Linked DNA regions of Mus musculus: region 1 is linked to region 2. The links are chromatin contacts, called in public Micro-C maps. All regions are on one chromosome and are shown on one strand. The core of a region is the stretch at or near the end of the contact, and the rest is flanking DNA. Distances in the headings are between cores, read along the strand shown.

Region 1 (6,097 bases), core at 2,620-5,119, about 23 Mb before region 2:
GGGTTATTACATCATGGGCTATTACATCACTCTCATCTACTACACACAGCTGACATGAACTGATTGCTCATTGCTATAGCATCCTACTGGATCCTGATCTTACTTCTCATTTACATGTTCTCTACAAAAACATTTAATTGGGGCTGGCTCACAGTGTTAGAGGTTCGGTCCATTATCATCATGGAGGAAAGCATGGCAGCATTCAGGCAGGCAGACATAGCTCTAGAGGAGCCAAGAGTTCTACACCTTGATCCACAGGCAGCAGAAGGAGACTGCATGCAGACTGGGCATAGCTTGAGCATCAAAGCCTCTGCTCCCACAGTGACTTACTTTCTCCAAAAGGGGCCACACCTCCTGATAGTGCCACTCCCTATGACCAAGCTTTCAAACACCTGAATCTGTTGGGGCCATGCCTATTCAAACCACCAAAGAAAGGTAGAGGCATTAAAGCTCAAAGTCCATGCCTAGTGACTTACTTCCTCCAGCAAGGGTCCACCTCCTAAAGGTTTCACAACACAACCTTCCCCCTACAGCACTAACAGCTGGGGACCGAGTATTTTAAACACAAGGCTGAAATCCTGGGACTGAGTGCTGATGTCATCAGTGAAGTTAGCTTCTCCCATGTGGGCTGAAGAGACACAAGTCCTGGCACAGTTAATGTTTCTCCATTTGATATATCTGGGAGGAAGGAATCTCAACTGAAGAATTGCCTCTATCAGATTGGCCTACAGGTATAGCTACGGGGCATTTTCTTGATTGCTGATTATTGTGTGGGTCCATTCCCCCTGGGGTACCATCCTTGGGCAGGTGATTGTGGGCTGTGTTAAGGAAGTTAGCAGAGCAAGCCAGGGGAAGCAGGCCAATGTGTAACATTTCTCTGTGGTCTCTGCTTCAGTTCCTGCCTTGATTTCCCTCGATTATGGACTGAAACCTGTAATCCTACCTCCTCAAGTTTTTTTTTTTTTTTCCACCCCAACAGAAAGGAGACCAGGACAAATTTGTAGAAACCATACAACGTCCCTGCCATTCCTAGGGGGGTGGACACCTGTTCTCTAAACAGGATTAGAACAGGAGATTACATTTAACTCACTTTGAGGGAAGCAGGGACTTAAATAGGGGAATGAGGAGACAGGGTGGTGGCCTTGAGTAGTGTCTTAGTTAGGGTTTTACTGCTGTGAACAGACACCATGACCAAGGCAAGTCTTATAAAAAACAACATTTAATTGGGGCTGGCTTACAGATTCAGAGGTTCAGTCCATTATCATCAAGGTGGGAGCATGGCAGTATCCAGGCAGGCATGGCGCAGGAGGAGCTGAGAGTTCTATGTCTTCATCCAAAGGCTGCTAGTGGAAGACTGACCTAGGGTGAGGATCTTATACCCACACCCACAGTGACACACCCATTCCAACCAGGTCACACCTATTCCAACAAGGCCACACCTTCAGATGGTGCCACTCCATGGTCCAAGGATATACAAACCATCACAAGTAGAAAGGGTTAAAGGGAGACCGAGGAGCAGGGAGGTGGGAGGGGAGGCTCCTCATGCTTCACACAGCTTAACCAGGAAATGGGTGGGCAAGGTGGATCCCAAGAAGTCTGTCTGTGACCTTAGAGGAAGGTCAGGAGGCCGCATGCTCAAAGTGGAAAAGAAGGGACCAGGCAGGAGACACCCTGGGCAGGTTGATTTAAAAACAAAACAGAAACAAAAACAAAGAGAAAACCCAACCAACCAACCAACCAACCAAAAGTCTTGGTTAACTCTCCATTCTGAAAATTTTAAATGCATAGGAAAGTAGGAAAATTCAGGGACTCCCTGTGCGGCTGCTCTCCAGCTTCAACGGGTGTGAACCCGTGAGTGCGCTCAGTTTTGTTTAATCTCAACTCCATCCACTTTGGCTTTCCATAGAATTCTGTGGCACATCCAAGGCGCTGCATTCAAGGCACCGTACTGTGTAATGGCTGGCACAGTGGGGGAGTGCTGCGACCCTTTTTTTTTGTGTGTTGGAACTGAAGACCTCGCCCCCTGGGCCTTGTTTTGTGCTGTTTAGTAATAAGCTGGTGTTTGTTTTTGAGACAGGGTCTTGTTGTATAGCTCAGGTTGGTTCTTAGCCATACCCCTATTTTTCAGTTCCCCAAGTAGTAGGTCACAGGCATGTGGCACCTTGCCTGGCCTGGGAGGTGGCGGGTCTCTTGAGGGGCATAAGACCATCCCTCCAGGTCACCTCCTGACACGGCACAGTGCCTGTGGGGTGACAGTTGGCATGAGTAGCTGATTCTTGCTGGACTGATGTAGGTGGAACTCGGAACTCGGAGTTAAGAGTTAGATAGAACTGGGATTAGAAAGGACTTCCTAATAGATTTGCTTAGGAGAAAAGTCACACAAATCCACATCAGATCATACAAGTGGAATTTAACTAAGGAGCACAACTTTCAAAATACCCCAAAGATAATAAGCAGTGTGCACAAAGACCTGTTAGAGAAAAGCGAAGCTTAGGAATGCTAGGATGTGAGTATTTACTCTCCAGGATCGCTCAATCGTTAGACTTTGATTCCCACGACAAGGGAGACGACCCTGACTTAACAACCAGCCATTAGGTTTTTCCCATATGGAAGACATACCCCTAAAGGGCAGTTGGGGCTGGGGTGGATGGGAGTGCAGGGTCACAACCATTGTTAAATCCAGGTCTGCCATGAAATCCTTTGTGCTGCTGTCTAGAAAACCATCATTCCACCAGGTGGACAAGATGACCCTGGGTAACAACTATTCAGAAAGAGAACAGCACCGGCTGCACTCAAAATCGTTCTGGCAGCGTGCAATGTCTTTGCTGTGTAAATCTCCTAGCTGCCTATGTGGCCAGACTTGCAGTCTGCAGCCTCTTTTTAAGTTGCTCAAAGGGTTACCTGGGTCCAGGACCTGAGATTGAAGGATGTCAATGTATGTGAAATGCTTAAGCCTAGCGTGTATATAAGTTAATAAAACCTGGTGGGAGCTGATTGGGCATTCGCTGAGAGCTGGACAACCACCCTAAGAGAGTTCTTCCTTCATCGCTGCGAATACAGAGTGGTCCTCACTAGGAAGGCACACCGCTCTCTAAGAGGGTAATAGATGCCTGCTCTTACTGTCTTCTTTGTATACTCCAACTGCAGGCTGTTCTCCTGTCCTGAGTACTTTATGCTTGGGCTGCCAAATGCAACACTGACCACTCATTTAACTTTACATTTCAAAAAACAGTCATGACATTTGCATGTGTGCATCCCTTACAGGGCACAGGGCATACTTATAATAAGAAACTATTTGTTGTTTTCCTGACATTCAAATTGAACCAGATATCTGGCCTTCATTTTATTGCAGCTAAATCTAGTCAAGGTGTTTTCATAGAAGCCCTGGAGCGGAAAGCCTATGACCTGGGGTGATGCTTCGCATATGTGGCCCTCAGTGGGTCCTCAATATTGACATTGACAGGCTGTAGTCAGCAAGTGAAAGATTGCAAGCTCAAGTAGAATGCAGAGCCTGGGCATCCTTCTAATGGAAGGTATTGACCTTGAGAATAAAGCCATTGACCTTCAGAATGTTGCCCATCTTGACACTGGCTCCGTAGCTCAGTTAGGACCTATGTTGTCATGTTTAGGACATATGACAAAAGATGTAGACAACATTAAGTACGTCAGAACTGATCCAAAGTGCCCCTTCTTTGGGTGTCTGTAGCCTCCCCAAGATTTCCTGGGGTGTGTGCACTGCCCTAGGCCTTCGCCTTTGCATTTGTGGACTTGGGGGAAGGGGAGAGTGCTGCTTTTGCCCGCCCGCCTCTGTTCCTGCGAGCACGGAAGCCTGTGAACCTGAGACTTTATTCTCCAGGCAGGATTCGCCGGTTGCGAAGGGGCGGGGCCCGGCGGTGGAGGGCCACGTGTGCTGGAGTGAAGCAGGAAGTGACCGCGAGAGTGGAGCCGGGCGAGCGAGTGGCATCGGGGGCTGATGGAAGTGGAGAGGGGGCTGGAGAGGGCACCCTAGTGAGTCGCCTTTTCTCTCCTTCAGGCCCGGGGTGCCGGGCAGTCTCGAGAGTGTGCAGCGGCCTGGAGCTTGCAAAGGGGTGCCCTAAGGTGCAAGTCCTGGAAGAGCAGCAGGGGCTGTGACAGGTGGCAGGGGGAGGAGGGTGTTTGGGACCCCTCTGCTCCACCCTAGGATGAGCTGGAGACAGTGATGCGAAGCTCCTGAGTGCACAGCCAAGGGTCTCTTCATTCATTGTTTCATGGTGGTGTGTATAGGGGACAAGGGACCTGTGGTATCAGTGGCAGCCATTCGGAGGCCCCTCCCACCTCCACCTGTGGCAGGTCTGGGGGAGGCTGGAGAGCCGGCAGCATGCCTGCCTCCTGGAGAACTTTTTCATGTTCATGCTAGTGGTCCAGATCCTGAATCTGTCTCATGGGCGTCTCTGGTAAAGTCCGGTCCACGAGTTCTGTGCCAGCTCCCTTAAGCCCACGCAGTGCCTCGCTTTAACTAAACCAGCGTTTTGAAGTGCGGAGGCAACATTTAAAAGACAGGGAAAGAGACAGAAAAGGACAGAAGGAAATTTACTGGAGTCATGGGAGCTGGCTGCTCTGTGCTGTCAGCCCGCTGTTGGCTTCTCTCAAGTTATAGGATGGGTGGAGAATGGTCCCCTGTCCTGGTCACTGGTCCAGTTTATGATGTCAATATCCAGCTCTGGAGAAAGTCTGAAGCAGACTGCCTGGCAAGATTTAACTCCCCCATGGAGTTAAATAAGGTGCAGATTTGGGGAATCCCACAAGTGTGTGATGTCGCCTGCGCCCTGTGCTTTTACGTAGCTCCAACGGCTGGAGATGGAGCCCCTATGGTAGAGTGCTTGCTTACCATGTACAAAGCTCTGAGTTTGATTCCCCAGTACCACAAAAACCAGCTATTGTAGCACACTCTGGCAATTCCGGCTTTGGGAGGTGGAAGGCAGGAGGATCAGGAGTTCAAAGCCACTCTCTGCTACACAGTAAGTTCCAGGCTACATTAAAAAAAAAATCATCTAAGTAGCTCTCAAGAGGGACCAGACATCTGGCTTTCCACCACCCTTAGAGAGTAGCCAGAGTTTTCAAACAGTGAGTGGAAGAAGAGGCGTGCTGGGCTCACACTGTGATAAGTGGTGGGTGGCCAGGGCTCTGAGTTCTCAGGAACTCAGTTATGCAGTGAACTTAGAAGAGTGTTTTCCTATCTCTCTGGCCGCCATGGAGACGCACAACTCCCTTTGGTTTGATTTTGCTGGCTGGCAAATGGGAATCGTTTCTTTTAACCAGTAGCTGTCAAAAGACACAATGAGGTACTTGGGGGATGTTTTACGCTGTGATCTGTCTCGGATAGTGAGACTTGAGAGGATGCTAGCTCCATCTCGGTCTTTGTGTATGTTTAACATTTTACTCACAAGCAACTGGGAGCGATCAGTGTGTTAATGCTCTAGGATTTCAGCTAAAAAACAAACAAAAAAAATCCAACAAATTCAAAAAACAAAAAATACTCAAGTCTCTCATTTTTGTTTTTTGTTAGTTTGTTTTGTTTTGTTTTGACAAAGAATCTTACTATATGGCCCTGGCTGTCCTGAAACTCACTAAGTAGACCAGGCTAGCCTCAAACTTGCAGAAACCTGCTGGTATTTGCCTCTTCAAGGTCTGGGACTAAAAGGTTTCTGCTGCCATGCCCAGCACACACCACTCTTTTGAGGTTGACTTGACTCAGGGAGGGTGGAAAAGGCTATTTTTTTGCTTGATTTTTTTTTTCTTTTTAAAAATTTTAAAATGTGTGCAGTTGCTGTCTTGAGTTCCTCTGTCATGTGTGCCCAACCTGCACTCGGTATAGAGATGTGTGCAGCCCAACACAAAATAGTAAGCTTACTTAGACAATGTGAGATTTGGGGAAGGGTGCATTTTAAAACTACCTCTATGTGTGTGTGTTTTGCGGGGTGGGGTCGGGGGGCTTGTGCATTCCATGGTGCAAATGCCGAGGTCAGAGGAGAGCTGTTGGTTCTCTCCCTCAGGTGGGCGTCAGGAACCAAGCTCAGGTTGCCAGACTTGGCAGTTTTTCGTTATTTGCTTTTTTGCT
Region 2 (5,723 bases), core at 538-3,037:
TGGGAAGTTTATGAGGGACCACTGGCTCCAAGCTCACCTCAGGCGCTTCTCTGCACTCTCCTTCCAGTAACAGATGCCCACGTCAGCTCTCTCTGTTACTGGGTTTTGGAGTCCAGACTTTGTGTGCTTCTATGGCATCCTTTCCCTGGTATAGCCAGGTCTTATCCATCCATCATCTCACCAGCCCCAGCCCAGTCAATGGCATGCAGTGGTGCTCACTGAATGTACACCGCATCCACCCCAGGGCTCATGTTTCTGGGATCTGACATCACAAGAGCATCTCAGAATGTCATCTTACCATTCACTTTGCCCAGGTGTTAGCAGGAGGAAATGAAGGCCACGGGACCAGCCGTCCATTTACCCGGAAACTTCTGCTCAGAGAAAGAGTCAGGGCTACTTATCATGAACTTCCAGTGCCCTTGGCCAGGGTCCGGAATTTCCTGAATTTTAGATTTCTCTTCTCTCCTTTCTTATCTCTCATTTTTTGGTAGTGGGGTGGGGGAGGGGCATCCCAGTAATATTTGCACCCCAGGAACCCAGTCTATGTTCACAAAAGCCTTTCTGCCTCATTGAAAAGCTTCTTGCAGACCCTTCCCCACAGGTCTGAGGAGACAGCTCACTGTGATATAGAACTAGCTAGACATGGGTAAGGCCATACATTCAACCATCAGTACTGCAAAAACCATCCCACATGCTCCTCCACGGGTCAGGGGGACTTAGTGCTGGATAGAAATGTGTAATTGGTGGGTGGGTGGGGGTGGAAAGTGGAAAGAGAAGCGTGGAGATGCGGTTCGTGTGTCTCAGTTCTCCTGGCTGGGGAGGCAGAATGCCTACATTCCAATCCATCCACTCCGCCAAGGTGTTCTCCCCCACACCCTCAGCAGCAAGGTCAAAAAACTGGCCTTTTCACAGCCTTCAAAAGGCCAGAGGGATGTGCTGCAGCCACAAACAAGATTCCCCTAATCTTTTAACAAAGAGTTTACAAATTTATTTTAATTAGTATTCAGACCTTCTAAGTTAGCCTAATTACAGCCATGCTGGGCCTTTTAAATACTCCTAACTTTCATTCCTTGTGTTTAAGTCTCTCCTGCTTTCCTTCCATTGCAAGCAAATGTCTGTCTTGTTAATTCCCTCGGACAGCGTGGGAGACAGTTCACTTCAGTCTGCAGCTCCTGTCTCCATTCTACGTTTTTGCACATTGTTTGGAATTCAGGAAAGTTGATATCTTAGGTCGGATATGCAGTGGGGCTAGAAGGAAAGTACTAAGCTCACCAGGAGCGAGGAGGAGAAATATCCAGAAGTCATTCGCTTCAAGTCTATCCAAATCTCCTAAACTTGTCCTGGGGAGCTTTAAAAAACATTGCTAGCCAGGACATCGCCCCGGGGGTTGGGGGTTCTAATTTAAGTCCGGAATGCCACTTGGCCATCTTTTAAAAATCATCTTCTTTTAAAATCACCAATTTATTTCCACATTGCAAACCACTGACACGAATTTCTCATTGTTCTGCTCTGGGGGGCGGGGGGGGGGAACGGAGGGGGAAGGGCTCGCGTGCAAAAGGAGTCAGGGTGAGAGTTAGCGCGCGTTATTCCCAGCGCAAGGCAGAGAGTGAAGCAGGAAATCTGGCACCTGTGCTTTTCGCAGCCCACCAACGCCGCAAGGGCCGGAAAAACAGCGCGTGCGGCGATGCTACACACGCAGCCCTGGGGGGGCGGGGTGGATGGGCGGGCCCGATTTGGGCCCCGCCCCTGCACGCCTATCGGCGCGCGGTGCGGGCCCTGACGTCACTCTTGTCAGGGCAGCGGCACATGGACTGCCTGATGCGCTGAGCCCGGCGCTGCGGGGCCGCGGAGCGCGGGGAGCAGCGGCCGCGGCGGGGAGGGGGGTGGGGCGGGACGGCACAGCCTCCGGTGCTCGCGCGAGGGGCCGGGGCCCGCGCTTTGCCTTCTGCTCATCTGCAGCCGTCTACGTTTTCAAAATTTCTCTCTTTCCTTTTTCCCCCCACCTCCTTGCAATTTTGAACATTTTGCAAGACTGAGTGTTGGAGGCAGGTGAGAAAGCATCCTGCACTGGGTCGGAGGAGTCCGCGGCGCTAGATGCGCCTTCCCTGGACTGTCGGCACTGAGAACACGAAAGTTTTTTTGTTTTTGTTTTTGTTTTTTTTTGATATTTGTATGCTGATGTATTTACAAAGACAGAAGTGATTTTTTTTTTTCTTCCTTGTCTGCACTGTTTTGAAAGCGAGTACTTTTGGTTGGCAAAGGACGGAGGAAACAAAGCTCATCAACATTTCGGGGCGGCGATTGGCCTTCTTTTTAAAAAGACAATTGAGTGCATCACGATGGAGAAAATGTCCCGACAGCTCCCCTTGAACCCCACCTTTATCCCGCCTCCCTACGGCGTGCTCAGGTCCCTGCTGGAGAACCCGCTGAAGCTCCCCCTTCATCCTGAAGACGGTGAGCGTTGCCTCGGCAGCTGGGCTCAGGGAAGGGACTACACTCCCAGGGACCCCCCTAGTCGGCTGGGAGGGCACCAGCATCTTTCTTCCCCTCGCCTTGCTTTAGTGAAATTGGGGGGCTTACTCCCTCTTTCTCCTCAATGCAAAGGGGATCCCTCCGGGGCAACATTTGAAATAGCGCTGGGAACCTGGCTCGCCTGCCTTTCTAGGTCTGTCCTCCTGCAGCGCAGGTGACAGGTGAACTTGACAGGTCAGGATCGCTGCTTTGAGTGACAGGGTGTGCGCTTCCCTGGGAGACTAGTGTCTCTGGGACTGGAGAGGAGAAAGGGCGGGAGGTGGCTGGTTGGAGCCTGGCAGAGAGGGGGGGGTCAAAGTAAATGGGGGTTCTCACTCGGCGGCAGCCTGAATATTCGGATCGTGTTAGTGTTTTGTGTTGTGAACTCACGCGGCATGAGCGGAGAGGCGCTTTCTCCCGCAGACCCGCAATTCACAAAGCGGGGTGGGGGTGGGGGGAGTGGTCTGTCGGCGGGAAGCGGTGCACGCCTCCAGCGCTGACACTTTCCCGGTGCTCTCTTCCCGGTGGGAGGGGAGAGCTGAGCAGGCTCACGTGTAACCGCGTGCAGGAGCCTCCTCTGGCTTGAGCCCTTTCTTGGTAAGTCTCAAACCTTCCCTAGGCAACCGTGGCTTGGAGCTAAGGAGACGGGTAGGGGGATATGGTGGGGAGTGGGGGGGGGGCTGGGGGTAGATGCATGTGAGACCTAGCTGGGAACGCAATTGATGCCAGAACGGATTTGTGTTTTGGGCCGGTGCAGTTTCTTGCCTTTGGTGTTATCACAGTGACAGAAGCGAATTATGCTGCTCCTGCATAAATTCTTGAAAAGATTATTTGGCTGGAAATAGCTTCGGGGTGTTTGCATCAATTTCCCTGGGAGAGAACGCCTGTTGCATTGCAAGAGTTGCTGGTGCTTGATTGCGCGTGCAGACCGCCCCCCACCCCCAATACCCTCCCGCACTGCTTCTTAAGGAGTAGCATTTGGGAGAAATCTGCGGATGCGTTAGGCTTTTGTGGTCGATGTTTTTAAGCCTAACTCTAATGAGACTGCGGAGGATTTGAAGATTCGAATGGGTGGCGGTGGGACTACATTTCTCTAATGAGAAACAAAACAAAACAAAACTCAGAATCAAATTCTCTAATCCCTGATTCCACCCACACCTGAATATTGGCAAAATGCAGACAGCTCGGTAAAGACCAATCCGGGGGTGCTGTATTTCCAGGCAGGAAATAGCTGCATTCTTACCCTCAGAGAGTAGAACACAGCACCTTTGCATAGTACTGCCTTGTGATGGGGTACATAAATGTTTGCTTTCTTTTTGTAAATTAGGTAATATTTAAATGTTTGGGGGGAAAAGGAAAAAGAATCCACCTTCTAAAACAGACTTAGTCCTCTTGAGGGTTCTAAGCAAATGGATGAGTTCGAAAGTACTTCATTTCTACCCCGTCACCCCGGCCTGCCCACCCCTCCCCCCACAGTCTCCTTCTATGGTGAGAGAGCACCCTTATCTTCCTTGTAAATGGGGGATAATTGTAGGCTTGCACGTTTATTGAGATAATACATGGAAAGGAATAACGCAGAAACGACGCGTAGTATTAAGGGAAGGTGGGGGCGGGGACTGCTTACTAAGACTAAGCTTGCATACCCTGGTTTGTAAGTCAGAATGACCTCAGATTCTTGCGGTCATCACTTTCTAAAAGGTAGAATCATACCAAGTTATCGGTGGTCCCCTTTAAAAATCCCATCAGTTGTATATATTCTCCGGTGTTATTTTCTCAGTATAGATTTCGGTGACTTAGCCCTTCAAATAACACACCGAGGAAGGATTATTCTCTTGTTTTCATTCCAGATCAGTCGGTAGCCCCGTCCTGTCCTACAGACCAGAAAGCTCTTTCTTTCCAAAGTAAATAGGAAGATGTCGAAACTCTAGATCTACCAGAGGCAGCAGCCAGAGGCCTCGGTGCCCCCAGAAGTCATTTTGTAACCGATGGCAGGAAGGCTGGTGACAGACTGACCCCTTTTCTTTTCTGTTTTAAAAAAAACAAAGCTCACCTTTCCCTTTTTCTTCTTCAGCATTTAGTAAAGAAAAAGACAAAGGAAAGAAGCTGGACGATGAGAGCAGCAGCCCGACCGTCCCCCAGTCCGCCTTCTTGGGACCCACCTTATGGGACAAAACCCTTCCCTATGACGGAGATACTTTCCAGCTGGAATACATGGACTTGGAGGAATTCCTGTCAGAGAATGGCATCCCCCCGAGTCCGTCGCAGCACGACCACAGCCCTCACCCCCCTGGCTTGCAACCAGCTTCCTCCACGGCGCCCTCGGTCATGGATCTCAGCAGCCGGGCCACAGCGCCCCTCCACCCGGGCATCCCGTCTCCGAACTGTATGCAGAGCCCCATCAGACCAGGTAAATTCTGGAAGGTTCACCCGTGTTAGATGTGGGGGACAAGACGGAAGTGGGGCGAGCGAGGTTGGCAAGAGTTGGAGATCTTAACACACATTTCTAGAGAGGAGCCCTCTCTTCCTGTTCTGAGGAGCCTTCCTCCTTCAGAGCATGCGTAGCTCTCACCTGCAGAGCCAGTTAGAATACTCTATGGACCTGCCCTTAAGAAGCTGATGTTTTCCGGGTCTGGGGTTTGAACCCAGACTTCATTTTAACCAAATCCCAGGGGAATTCTGAGTGGTTGATTCGAAGGCTATAGTTTGTGATACTCCAGCCTGGAGTTAATGAACGGGCTAATGGGTTAATGTAAAACAAACATCTATCCTATCTCCTACCGCCTTCTCCTGGTCCCCAAACACAAGGGTAATAGAATCTCGCTGGATAATTTGGGTAGACCCCAGAAAGTTAACTCATATTCACTCTTCTCTGGCCTAAAGGGGTCACTGCGAGTAGACATGCAGGGCTCTTCTTTTTCTTCTTTCTTTCTGTCTGTCTGTCTGTCTGTCTGTCTTTCTTTCTTTCTCTTTCTTTTTCTCTCTCTCTCTCTCTTTCTCTTTCTCTCTTCCTTCCTTTCTTTTTTTCTTTCTTCCTTTTTCATCTTCTTCAGTCATTGACTCAGACCAAGACTGTAAGTAAATGCAAGTCTTCCTATTGCCTGAGGCTACGCCTCCTTTTTCTTAGCACCCTGTGTTCCGTGAGCCAATCTTCCTTTATATATATGGTTTTCAGTGTCATCCCATATCAAGGCTTGTGCCCACGTAAAAAGCCA

The links. A called contact is a pair of places that touch in the nucleus more often than the background predicts.
Region 1: a Micro-C map of embryonic stem cells shows a contact between it and region 2, with 16 times the contacts expected there. The contact joins the promoter of Slc39a11 here to the promoter of Hlf in region 2. A contact is called at or near these places in 3 of 39 promoter capture datasets (the HPC-7 cell line, cranial neural crest and pre-B cells) and 8 of 484 Hi-C or Micro-C datasets (B cells, CD4 T cells, CD8 T cells and 2 more).

The regions. Positions count from the first base shown.
Region 1 is chr11:113,563,587-113,569,683 of GRCm38.p6, reverse strand. It overlaps Slc39a11 (solute carrier family 39 (metal ion transporter), member 11), which reads left to right and starts at 3,869. Exons shown (of 10, transcript NM_027216.5): 1 at 3,869-4,008.
Region 2 is chr11:90,386,981-90,392,703 of GRCm38.p6, reverse strand. It overlaps Hlf (hepatic leukemia factor), which reads left to right and starts at 1,787. Exons shown (of 4, transcript NM_172563.3): 1 at 1,787-2,454; 2 at 4,583-4,918. The coding sequence starts at 2,340.